Regions from separate parts of the Zea mays genome. Here all the other regions are linked to region 1. A link is a contact called in public Hi-C data. All regions are on one chromosome and are shown on one strand. The core of a region is the stretch at or near the end of the contact, and the rest is flanking DNA. Distances in the headings are between cores, read along the strand shown. Region 1 has its middle 63 kb from the start of LOC103641408. Region 2 holds the start of LOC100284967. Region 3 has its middle 51 kb from the start of LOC103641407.

What was found. Hi-C and Micro-C count contacts between places; a contact is called where the count stands out from the background.
Region 2: a contact with region 1 is called in a Hi-C map of leaf, with 4 times the contacts expected there. The contact joins the promoter of LOC100284967 here to the enhancer-like site in region 1. A contact is called at or near these places in 3 of 25 Hi-C or Micro-C datasets (ear, leaf and tassel).
Region 3: a contact with region 1 is called in a Hi-C map of leaf, with 4 times the contacts expected there. The contact joins two enhancer-like sites.

What each region holds. Positions count from the first base shown.
Region 1 is chr10:94,285,192-94,289,705 of Zm-B73-REFERENCE-NAM-5.0, reverse strand. No RefSeq gene overlaps it. Among protein-coding and RNA genes, the nearest start is that of LOC103641408, 63 kb to the right of the region's middle. Within about 2 kb of position 2,040, at least 14 of the 20 cell types and tissues checked have an H3K27ac peak or open chromatin away from gene starts, as enhancers often do. A contact at or near this core is called in ear, leaf and tassel, where this site is marked.
Region 2 is chr10:94,504,773-94,509,286 of Zm-B73-REFERENCE-NAM-5.0, reverse strand. It overlaps LOC100284967, which reads right to left and starts at 2,748. Exons shown (of 2, transcript NM_001157862.2): 1 at 2,637-2,748; 2 at 770-2,466. The coding sequence starts at 2,682. The coding sequence ends at 962.
Region 3 is chr10:94,126,524-94,131,037 of Zm-B73-REFERENCE-NAM-5.0, reverse strand. No RefSeq gene overlaps it. Among protein-coding and RNA genes, the nearest start is that of LOC103641407, 51 kb to the right of the region's middle. Within about 2 kb of position 2,182, at least 17 of the 20 cell types and tissues checked have an H3K27ac peak or open chromatin away from gene starts, as enhancers often do. A contact at or near this core is called in leaf, where this site is marked.

The DNA.
Region 1 (4,514 bases), core at 791-3,290:
ATGGAACGGGACGATCCCTCAAATAAGATTGTTTGGTTCAGGGTCAGAGGTTGGGATAGGACTATCCCAGTGTTGCCCTAGTTATCCCTCAAAATTAGAGGGACGAGAGAGAACGCCAGGAAACGTCCCCGTCCTAGCTATCCGGTAACCAAACGCAACCAAGGAGGCAAAAGTTAGAGAGGGAAATGCTTCGGGAGCAGGAAATTAGCGCGACCAACAACAAAATAAAGAATGGACAGCGAGGCGGGTTACTGTACAGCGGTGATGTATATTGGAAACCTTTGTATCAATGTCAGTCTCTGACAGTGGTTACCTATTTGATCGTCGATCTCATTGACAAATCTAGAATATAAGCATTGATCTCATTGACAAATCTATCACTGACAGTTGTAGCGAGGGATTGTGTTAATGACTTTTGTATCAACACCAATACAATATCAATATCACACAAGTAGATTATTATCCTACAGATTTGACAAGGCGAATGTAACCTAGCGCACCAATGAATTAAAGTATAAGGGTTGGCCAGCCCATGCATGTGTAGATATGCTATTCAAATGATGGATCGACGACCAATGATTGCTTGGACGATCCAGCGTGATACTTGCACGATGCATATCGACAACCTGGCGTTGTCCATGTCGTCGTGGAGAAAACATACAAACAAAGGTTAACTGATGATGCATATCGTCCATTTACAGTGTCGCCCCATGCATACAGTGGACACGTACGTCCCGCTCCTGACCTGACCTGACCACGTGAAACACGTACCCGTACGTACGCACATGTAATATTATAGCATAGTGACATTCTTGAATAAAATTCTAGCTTAGCCCTCGTCTGCTCTCTGTAGCAGTATAATCTGTTGTTCAAATCCATCGACCTTATCTACTGTAGGCCTAACGAAATTAATGTTGCACGCTACCCTATAATTACAAATTTTTATATGTGTATATATATTGTCATATCCAGTTATGACGATAAAACGAAGCTTATTGTGGCTTTAATCTGGTTGTGGCTTCTACAGTATTTTGTCTCTATAGATTGCAGATGCAGCAGTCTGAATAGCTACAGTAGCTGCGGCTACAGGGCAGCTCAACACGAATTATTGATGTATGTGTTTTGTATGTGTCAAGATTTATTATCATCTATTTGAATATAGACATGAAAACCAAGATCTAAAACGACTAATATTATGGGACGGAGAGAGTACATAATACAACACTAGCCTACGTTGTGGCTAGTGCAAATTATTTTAGAACAGTCAGTGGAAATATATTTCCACTCGTGGTTCTTTTAAAGCAATCGCTGGCTAGTGGAAAAGGGCTTTTCAGTGGAAATCGATGTTCTTAGGGTTTCCAATTGTATAAGGTGAAGAGCTAGTCTCTTCATGTTTTGTCGAAATCATGTAATCCTTCAAAAATCCTCGGCATAACAAGTGAGAAACGATAGGTTTTGTGTCATCAAATACACAAATAGTTTTGCAGTTCATACATGATAATCACTATACGCACTCACTTGAGTCTAACTTGCCACGTAATACATTGGGCAGGTAAAAACAACATTAATATCCAACGTACTATCTCTGTCGTCCAGAAAAAAAAAATGTAAATAGTGCTTGAAGCTATTGAATTCCCCAACTTTTAGTTGATGTACAAACAATATTTGGGCCATATATATACCCTAATAAAGTAAATACTCATCAAGTATCGGGTTGCGGGTACCCATTGCCATCTCTAGTCTATACATTTAGGGGGTGTTTGGAGATAGCTCAGGTTCCAGCTCCTGTGTAGAGTTGTAGTTTATAATATCAATTTAAATAGTTTTAGAAATATTTTTAATATAAATAATAAACAAAATGACTTATCTAAATGTCTTCTAAAATCTTAGAGCTTTCATTCCACATATTTGTAGAGTCGAAGGTGTCCCAAACATATCTTTAATTTGGTTCCATACACAGTGGTCACGTCAGGCTCCTGGCCACGTGAAGCACATCCATACGTGTTGAGCCTGCATTGCTGGAGAACGTGATGTCAAACCTTCCGACATACGTACACGTGGTTGGCAGGTAACGAAAGCATTCATTTAAAGAGTAGTACGTAGTACTACATCTGCCCTAAAACTAAATGTGTGTCCTTTTTTTTGGAAATTTGGTCCCATACACAGTACTGTATATATATACAGCGAACTTGATCGCAATTTGCACTCGGCGATCTTATCTAAGTACTCCCTCCGTTTCTTTTTATTTGTCGCTGGATAGTGTAAGTCGCTGGATAGTGTAATTTTTACACTATCCAGCGACAAATAAAAAGAAACGGAGGGAGTACATAGTTTCTGGCCCACATGCATGTGCACCTTCACGATAACATAGAATGAGTTTATAGGGTTTACACTGTGCAGTTTATAAATTAGACTAGGACAAGACTCAAAGTAGATCCAAGAAGCTACTAGCTAGATTTTATTCTAATGCATACATCAAATTACTCCATCTTCTATTTTAAATTGTAAGTAATTTTATTTTTTTAATAGTCAAGATGTTATATAAATTTGATCGAAATTATAGAGAAGATTACAAAGATTCATGACATCAACTAGATACACTGGAGACATATAATTCATGAATAATGTAGCACACCTTGTTTATTTAATATCATAAATATTAGTATTATTTTATTATAAAAATTTAGTTAAACATAAGATTCTTCGATTCTTGAAGAAAGTTGGAATGAGTCGTAAGTTAATTTAGTTAGTCTATCTCGGGTAGCTTACCATCATCTCTATCTCTTATTATGAACTCTACTTTATAAACAATACAGACTACAGTATAAAACAGTGCTTAGCACGGCCATATGCACGATCTGTTGGACATAGCATTAAGATGGTGGGAGTAACCGTTAGTAGTTCAACTTACCATCATGTGCATGTGTTTGGCAGGTAAAAGCATTAATCTCCTATGTACTGGGGCTATTCGACTGAACCAAAGGCTATTCCTAGTGGACAGTGATAGTCATTTAATACATGTCATGTATAATGAAAGATGATGTGGCATGTGAGTAAAGAGGAAAGAGAATAAAACAGTATCTTGAGAGGGATACCACTCACGCACGAGATCATAGGGATTGAAACTAATATGCGTGGTCCTGTCACACCCGGGCTTTAAGGGACAAAGCCGGGTGCATCTCATACATGCGCCAAGAAGACAACATATATAATAACAGAGTGTATAGAGATAAATGTCATAAAACATCAGAGTATTTATTACATAGCGGAAGTCTTATTACAAAATAAAATATAAATATAAAACGAACCAAGGATCGTCGTTGGCGCCAATGTCAACTGAGAAACGTCACCTAGATCAGATCAAACTCCTCACTTTGTGGCTCCTCCTGAACCACCTGTTCTTCTCCTGTGGGGGTGTGAGACAGCAAGGGTGAGCTCACACATGTTCATCGCTCAACAAGTTGTGGGGAATAATGTGACATGAACTCACCAAAGGTGGGAGCTCATGAAGTGTAAGGCTTATCAAAGAGAATGGTTAAAGCTGAGCATTGCTTTTATAAGTTGGTCAAAATTTTATTAGCAATTACTAAGTGTAAGTAAATACCAAACCATAATAAGAATAATAGAACAAAATTAATAATAAACCCATGCAAATGCAAATGACAGATTGAGTTTAGGTTCCATAATTTAATCATCGGAGAGTCCTGAGCCGCTCATGACCGTGAGCTCGGCTAGTATACCAGTTTTACACTCTGCAGAGGTTGTACCCTTTACCCACAAGTCGTGTATCCCATGTCACCAGGGTTAGCTAGGCCCTTAGACACTACCGAGGTGAATGGCTAGGGATCCACTACGAGGCCTTTACAAAGTTCCACTAGCTTCCGAAAACCCGCTACAGTTTATGGGAAGAGCACTTGCAAGAATCCCCCGTCTGACCGCCATCGCAGCAAAATCAACCCGAGAACCTCCTTGCATGCAATCCCCTACTGCCCTTGCCCCTTTCAGGTAAGATAGTCTTCCACTAGCTTTCCTAGTTAGTTGGCCAAGGGCGTCCCATTAAACCCTTGTGGCGGCACGTGTTTCTCAAGTTAAGCTCCATGTTCCAACTAACATTTAATGATATTGACATGAACATAAATAACATAAAAAAATAACTGGAACATGGATATAATAAAATATTATCCCAAAACCATGTAAAGCAATAGAAAAACTACCCAAGTGATTCAGGGGTAACAAGGTAAAGGGATAAAGAATCTAGGGTGACCTATCGGGTCCCATCAAAATTAAGCCTATGCATGGTAAATGATTATAAAGAACATTATTGGGTAACAAAAGTGAATCAAGGGCACAACTTGCCTGGCACTTGAGATTCCAGGTACCAATTTACTTTTCAGATGACACGTGTCCTCGCGCTAGTCGTAGCAATACAAGCAAACATGGTATAGATAAAATTAACATCACACCAAACATAAGAACAAACTGAATAATAATGATCTATGTGTTGCTACGAGATC
Region 2 (4,514 bases), core at 1,499-3,998, 220 kb before region 1:
GTGTCCATGTTTAATTCTGTCGTACTTTGATTATGATACTTGTTTAAGATACTATGATCCAGATGATGTAATAAAGTTACTCTACTCTGCTTACACCTTTATTGCATTGTCTTTTGATATATTACACTTGTGACGTCAACATATGTGTGGAAAATGGATCCTAGCCCACATATGCTATGCATTCGGTTTTGCCCGCAGAACCAGGTGTGATAATTTTCATATGAACTTTATCTTCATTCGATTTCATATGTAAAAGTTATGATTTTATAACTATAATATGCAGAAAAAGAAAAAACGGGTACTCGAATTCCGTGTACCCGTATCTGACCCGAATATCCAGTTATTTACCGGGTAGTCCTCGCCCCCATATCTGATCCAAATCCAAAGTTGCAGTATCCGGATATTACTTGTATCCGTCCCGAATATAAAAATACCCGAATTCATATCCGAAAAATGGGTATTTACACTATCCGTATCCGGTACCCGAAGGGTATACCCGACCCGTTTCACCCCTAGAAGTATGGGAAGGGGAGAGTGGACGACGGGTCCCACTTGTAAGGTGTTGGGTCCACCTGTAAGAGCCTTTGATGGAAGAATGTACCGACATGAGGTGATTTGCGAGCAAAGTGTGGAGGTGGGATGGAAAAATGAGTAGAGAATTTAGGCGGAGTAGATCTGAGCAACACGTTCAGACTAGTGGGTGAAATCTAAATGTCCTAGAATTTAGGTTAAACCAGTGCAACACATCAATGAGAAACTGAGGATTTCAGCAAAATTAAATATATTATTATCCGGCTGCATACATGGCAGCAAGGTGACGTGGAAATCCCCCGAAAAACACAATACACGCAGATTTTATTCATCGAGATATAGCAGAGAGAAGAAGGGATGACGAGGATGGCCATAGCCATGTAAACAAAACAGGACTGGATCTGACTGCGTGCCCGTTCATTACATCGCATTAATTGGCTCCCTTGTTGATGAGCTTCTCGATGGCCTGCAGCGCCTCGACGGCGGCCCGGATGTAGAAGGTGATGGGGCCGACCAATGGCGCGAGCGGGTTGGCGGCGACCTCCTCTTCCTCGTCCTTGTCCGCCGAAGGCAGCGGCGCAGCCGGGTCCTCGTCGAACTTCTTGGCCTGCTCCAGGTACTTGTCCATGCGCGGCGTCGAGAAGAGGCGATTGCTCTCGATGTCGCCCCTCGCCGCGAACCGCTGCCTGTCGTGCGACGTCTCCGACGACATGGCGTAGGGCCGGCCCTGCTTCTCGTACACGTCCTGCGACTTCATCAGCTTCAGTAGCTCCTGCAGCTCCGTCCTGAGGGCGTCCAGCAGCGGGTCGGACTGCGCCACCACGTCCTCCAGCGCGTTCTGGGCCTCCGCCAGCTTGTCCCGCGCGTCGCCCAGCTTCTTGCCGTCCGCCATCGTCCTCGCCTGCTGGATCATCGTCGCCGTCTTCAGCCGGGCCTCCTCCGTCTGCACGTCCACTGGCGGATCATCCGCCGGGAAAGCCGTGCCGCTGCGCCGCACCGTCACCGTGGCGGGCGGCGCGTCGAACAGCTTTCCTGCCGTCTTGTACGAGTAGGTCACCTCCAGGATGTCCGCGCCACGGTCGCTGTCGATGGCGGGGAGGAGGAGATCAACGATCACCTTTCGCACCTCCTTGCTGTAGAGGTCGCCGAAGGCCACGGTGACCGAGCCGGCGTCTGCGTCCGGCGTCTGCGGGTAGTTCCCGGCGGCCACCTTCTGTAGGGTGGACTCATCCTCGATGCGCGCCACCGTGACGGTGAGGTCCTGCACAACCACGGTGAGCAGGCCGGCGAGGCACTGGGAGAAGGCCATGCTCAGCAAGTTCACGTCGTTGACGACGGAGAAGGTCCCTCCCATGCTGTTCCTGGCCACCGCGTTCAGCACCGTGGGGTCGTAGTCCGCGCCGAACCCGAAGGTGTACACCGGCACGTTGCCGATCTTGACGTTGGCGGCTGGCTCGCCCCGGTTCTGCTGGCCGTCGGACATGAGCATGACGCCAACGACGCGACCGGAGCTGAGCTTGCGGTCGGCGAGGACCTTGAGCCCCGTCTGGAGGCCGTCGCTGATGTTGGTGTTGCCGCCGGGCTGGAGGGCGTCGATGAGCTTCAGCAGCTGCGGCTGGGAGTCCTCGGTCACCTGCCGCAGCGGGCAGATCCTGTTGGCGGTGTCCAGGAAGGTGACGATGGAGAGGCGGTCGATGGAGCTGAGCTTCTTCACCACGAACTTCATGGCAGTCTTCATCTTCTCGATCTTCTCGCCCTGCATGCTGCCGCTCACGTCCAGCACGGCCACCAGGTCAAGCCCCGACCGGTCGCTGGTGGAGTCGCCGCCGGTCAGCTCAAGCAGCACCTTCTGGGTATTCTCCTCCAGTGGAGCCATGTTGTTGTTCTTGCTCACCAGCTGCACCCTCCCGGGCACGATCGGCGTCGGCCTCGGCCCTGCATCTCACCATTCCCATCTCCATTGTTAATATTTCAGCCGCATATATGGATGTAAACGCATTCTCTTCTTGCTTCTCCATCGATATATATCAGCAATGCAACGCAAACTAAATCGATTCAAAGCAAAAATGATTTGGTTCAATTTTTATTCGTGTTCACGAATGAACCTGAGTTTGGAGAAGGGATGATCGGTTCGTCATCGCTGAAGGACATGGCGACCGAGACGAAAAAGACTAGTGCTGTAGAATTGGGCTACCTCGCAACCCCGTTCTATGACTTGACAATAGAAGCTCTTCCTCAGTCATTTATATAGGATTAGTGAGGGAACGGGTGGCGAAGGTCCTCCTATAGGATATGATACTGGGATGTCCTCTTCCTCACACACGCAATATTTTTTTTGTTTTCATTCTCTATTCGCATGACATGAATCAGTATCCGTTTGAGCATGCATATTTTAAATAAATTTAAGAGAGAAATTCTTTTATAGGATTTGAAAATTCAAACTATAGAAGTTTTGTGTTAATTTAAGGACGATCTAAGGATATGTTTGGAAGCACCCAGTTTTTAATAAACTGGCTTATAGAAATTGATTGGTTCTAAACATATCAGTTTATACGTTAGTTTATAGATATTGGATTCTAAGTTTCTTAAAACCGAAGAAGCCACCTTCTCATAGCTAAAATATAAAAATTAGTTTCTTAAAAACTGCATTGCTTCCAAATAGGACCAAATGTACTCCTATATAAACCAATGTTAGAGGCATGGAGATTGCTTTTATCAATATCAGCTTTGAAAATAACTTTAATTAGTCCTTTGATCCTTTGAATTGACTTCCATTATAAGGTAACACCCTCTATCTTATCCTCTATTTCAAACATTACTTTATAAACAGTGTAATCTACGATCCAAATCCACTACTTTATATCATCTGCTGCGAACAACCTAATAATCATAATCTAGGTACATATCAATTATGCTAATATAATTTTTTATATGGAATCTATTTGTATACTAAAGTTGGCCATATATGATGATATCTATATATGTGCTACATTTCTATTATAGAGGAACGAACTGAAGAGTGTGTTATAAATTTTGGGGTAGAACTATAGTCTGGTGTTAAATTTAAGATGAGATTATATCTAAACTTTGGAAAGTTGTAGGATGTCAATTCCAAATTAATTAGCCTACTCTATTAATTAGATTTCAATTTCTTTAAAATAAACAGATCCAAAACTGCCCTTTAAAATCATTGTTTTTTAAAGATGGTTAGAGCATCTCCAAGAGACTCTTTATTTTTTACTCTCTATTTGACTCTTTATTTGTCTTTCCATAAATATTAAATTTTATATATAACATCTTATTCCAACAGTCTCTCCAACATACAAATTAGTTTGACTAGCGAGAGTTGCTAGCCAAATTTGGCTAGTTAAGGAGTTAATTTAGAGAGCCGGATAACTTAGCAAGTTAAATGGATAGTATGTTGGAGAGCTATTATGCTATTAAGTAGCTAAAATTTAGCTTGACAAGCTATTTAGCTAGTCTTTGAAGATGCTCTTAAGCTTTTCACCCTCCTTTATTTTAGAGCCTACTGGAGGTCTAACCGCCTCTTAAAGTATTATTTTTGCAACCATTTATTTGAGTTGTAGACTTTCTTGCTTTTGTTTTTTTAAAACTTTTTAACTTCTTAGCACACCAAAAAGCCAAAAAAGCTTCTCCCGTAACACAACTTTTAGTTTATTTCCTAAAAACCATTTTGAATCTAAAACAAAAAAGATCAATGCGGCTAAGCTTTCCATATATATTTCGATATCGATTTTTGGAGACGGTTAACAATATGTCGCACATCTAAAAATAGGTACAACAATATAAATTTTATATAATTTCTAAATCAAATTGAAAGAATAAATTTTAGATCAAGTTGAAGTAGTCAAAGAGATCTATAACGATGTAGTCATCCATTTGTTTCATCTTAAATTGTTTAAGGTCCATTTTTTTAGTTTTCATAATTTGAAATTCATAATTTGACATCTAAGAGTGTTGAT
Region 3 (4,514 bases), core at 933-3,432, 160 kb after region 1:
CGTGCCGTTCGGCCCTGGGGTGCGACACTGTCGCTCGCCTGCCTCGGGACGGTTGTCACCGCATGCCCGCCCACCTCGGGGCCCCGGGGTCGACGCCGCTCGCTCCTACGGATCAGAGAGCCTCCACTACTGCGCCTCAGAATCTGGGAACCGTCGCCACCATGCGCTCTCGGGCAACCGCCGCTGTCGCACGCGCGCCTAGGTGGACGCCGTCACACGTGCATCGAGGTGGGGCATAAAAAACTGAGCCCTAGTGCTCTGGGGCTTATTTTATAGACGCCGAGACCTAGTTCGGTTCAACTGAATGACTCATCTGGCCAGGGCTTTCTCTAGTTATTGGAAGCCCAGAGCTTTAGATATATCTGTACAACTTATTAAGGCAGGGCTTTCTCTAGTTATTGGAAGCCCAGGGCTTTAGATATACCTGTACAACTTATTAAGGCAGTAAGGGGTAGGCTGCCATTCCTATTCCCATTCCCTGTTTTGCCTTTCCGATTCCCCCCTCCCCGCACAGTCCATTCTCATGTTCGGTAATCATTCCCTGTTTCCTTTCTCATTCCCCCCTCCCCACAAAGACCATTCCCATTCCCACGTATATCCCACGCCTAGCTAAAATTTAATTAAAAAAACAAACCCCAAGGGGATTTGAACCCGTGACCCCTCAAGCAAATATGCTCGTAGCTACCACTACACCACATGTATGTTTATGTCTACATCTATTATAGTAAAAACATATACTACATCTCTCCCGAAGCCCACCTGCTACCCTTGCACAATGTGTAGTAGTAGATAAGTATCATCGAGATTATTAAATTATATTTTTGGATTGAGGGAGTAATATTTAAAGAAGAGTCTTGTATGCAATTTCTTTTGTTTGAATAATGTTTTCAACTTAAATTCCTTTTTTTGCATGTGTGACATTTATTCTCCGTAATATTTTTCCATGGATCTGACTTATAAGACATTTTCATAAATCAATGCCAAAGATGAATCCATGTTTCTTACTTGCAAACCCCAAACAAACACCACTAGCATGAGGCGCTCGCTTTGGTGTCGCTCGTCGACGACGAGAAGAAGCTTGGCGACTGCCAGTTTGACCTCTCTAAGCAGTCCTACGTGGCCCATGCGCCGATGTGTACGGCAAGCTCCAGCGCAGCCATCGCTTGTTCGCGGTCCAGAGCGGCTGCACCGCGCTGTCCATCGTCAAACAGGGGGACCTCATTGTCGTCGCCAATGCCGACGACTCTCGGATTGTTCTGGGCACCGCAGCCGACGACGACGCCATCATACTTTCTAGCTCATCATCCACCTGAAGCCCAACCTGCTACGTAAGTCGCTACTGATCGGCCATGAATTCTTGTGCGCTGGGATGACGGCCATTGTTGCTGTTGTGTGTCCTCGAACAAGATGTATGTAGAGAAGTAGCACATCCGGTGGTGCAACGACCATGTGTACTACCTCGCTGATGAGCCCGGAGTGCACTTCATTTGGCAGCCCAGCCAAGAGTCGTCGGTACTCACCATGTCGCGCGCGTTCGACGACTACTATATCAAGGATTGTGGCGTCATCTCGGCGCCGGAGGTGAGCAGAGGAGGACCGACAACAATGACCACTCGCCATCGTCGGGGTAGCTTTTGTGCCGGTCTGACTTTAATTCTCTTCGCAAACACACACTTGTCTTTTTTGTTTAAGCAAGTGTGTATGGTGGTGCGTGCCTGATGACTAACGATGTATGACGGAATTTCTACCGGCAGGTGTGGCACGTGCTCTCCAATGATGAGACCATGCAAATCATGACATATATCGAAGTCTGCATGATACTGATGGTTACAATGTAGTAGTGAAACAACTAAATTAAAATAACAAAATTTATGTATGGCTAGGATCACAAATAAATTATGAAATATTTTTTATAACAATATAAGACATATTTTGTATATAAATTATCATGGTATTATATGTTTTCATTAAAACGTACAGGTACTCACCTAATAAACTATATATATAACCATGCCCAGGGTTTATAGATGGATGCTAGCCGGAGGGTTGCAACGGCCGGCGGCCGTTATGCGATCCGCATGTTCTGCAACAAACTCAGGCTGACGGCTAGGAGAGAGTCTGGAGTGAGGGACCCGTCTGGCAGTGACATGGCGATGATGCACGTGTTGCGGTGCGGGTGACCGAGAGGCCGACGACGGTGCTCCAGCGGTCGGCACGCAGGTGGCCATGTTAGGCTGGCGTTCAAGGGGAAGTTGGGCCAACAGATAAGCAATCGGCCCACGAAGGTATGATCCTTCTTTGTTTTTTTCTTTTCTTGTTTACATTGAATTCGAATTTCAGTTATATTTTTTTGAATATGAGTTTATATCACAAACCCCAATTTAAATGCAAACAAAGTAAAGTTCAGCATGATACACAATTTTGATTTATTTTATTTATTATTTATTAGTTGTGTAAAAATAATGGTTTATTTGAAAACATAATTTTGAAAACAATGATACACAAAGTAAAGTTGCTTTGAAAACAATGGTTTATTTGTGTAAAAATACATTCACCAAACATAATTTTGTACTCTTTCCTTTATTCCCTAGAATTTGGGTATCACATAGTGCATAAGAGTTTTATCCTACAAAGCTATGTCCACTTCTATAAAACTTTTATAGATGTTTCTGATTTGTTAACATTATGTCAATATATTTAATAACCATACATTTTTTCATTGACATTAGCATAAGGCACGTTATAGTGAACATGGTGACGATAAATTTGCACTCGTTCTATTTTATTAATATTGTGCTAATGTATTTAATGAGCATACTTTTTTTTATTGACATTAGCATACATTCTGACAATAAATTTGCACTCGGCATTGATGTGCTTGTCTACTTTTTCATGGCTATAGATGGTCAATAAGCACGAGGCCCGCGAGCCCGGCACGAAGCCCGCTGTTTGGTCCCGGTCCGAGCCCAGCACGGCCCGGTTCTATGCGAGTCCGGACCGGCCCGACACGAATAAGTGGGTCGGGCTCGGACAAGAAACTAGGCACGGTGGGCTAGCTCGGCACGACACGTTTACCTCTAAGCATGTTGAGCCCGCTTTTTTTGCACTAAAACATGCTTTTCGGCCCGCTTAGCCCGCTTTGGGTCTGCTTTTTTCATGTTAAACGGGTTGGGCCGGCCGGCCCGTTTAGGCCCGCTGCGGCCCGAGCTCGGACAGGAAATCGAGCCCGCGGGCTTAGAAGACCCGGCCCGGTTTTCTAACCGTGCCTGACGGGCCGGGCCCAAAACGGGCCGTGCTTCACCGGACCCGGGCCGGACCGGACGGCCCGTTTGGCCATCTCTACTCATGGCCCACAAGTCTCTACACCTTTTGTCATGCCTCATAAGTCTCTGCACCTTTAAAGTAAGAGTTTCATTGTTCATCGTCCGCTCATCTGGCTCCCGTGAGCCCACCTCCAGCGAGCCCACCAAAAAAATCGCTAAAATTAGAGCGTGACCAGGATTCAAACTGTGGCAGTTCCAGTAAGTGACTGACCTCTCTTCTTCTAACTAGTGTAGCTCATGTTCATTTATATTATATACAGGATTCAAACCGTACCAGTTCCACTAAGGGACTAACCTCTCTTCTTTTAACCAGTGCAACTCATGCATGTTCATTTATAATATATAATGGATATATATTATGTATACTAATAATTTAAAATTAAAATATAATCATGTCATATCATACTGACACTATGGGCTCAGAAGGCGACCTAGGCACAACACGGGCCTACATTGAATCGTGTCAGACCGGACCGCGACACTATTAAATGGGTTATATCTAGGGCTGACCCACCAGACATAATCCATTTCTATACTATACTTAATGCACCAGTTTCAACGGTCTTCCTGCGTCATATTTTTACAAATAACTCCTCACATCTATCTCAAATTAACCCAAAAATGTTGCAGGAGGTGGGGTTCGAACCTAAGCCCTGATAGAAGGAGGGTGAAAGACACTGAGTGAAGTCATCTAACCAATAAAACATCATGGTCAATTGTTTTTAATATTGAATATGAATTGTACATATGTATATATGAGTTTTGTAAAATAAAAAATATATAATTGTGCTGGGCCGGATCAGCACTATGGGCCGAGGCTACGGTCCAAGCATGATACGACGATCGTGTCGGGCTGGCCCATACACTATTAAATGGGTCGTGCACCGAACCAGCCCGCCAGACACGTCCCATTTGGTCATCTATACCTCCACACGATAATGATGGTCCTCGCCTCAGTTGCCGCCACCTCGTTCGTCATCCTGCTTCTTTTCTCTCTCCCCTCATGCCTCCGCCTCCGCGCCACCCATTCTCGGCAGAGGGCGTGGGAGCAGGCACCTCATCACCGTATTCGTCCGACACCAGCCCCGACACCGACCCGCGCAGTGGCTATTGCATGTCCACGAGAGTGTCACAGCATGCACACACCATCATTTTCGCCGTCGTCAGGCGTCCCGTTCGTCTTCCCGGCCT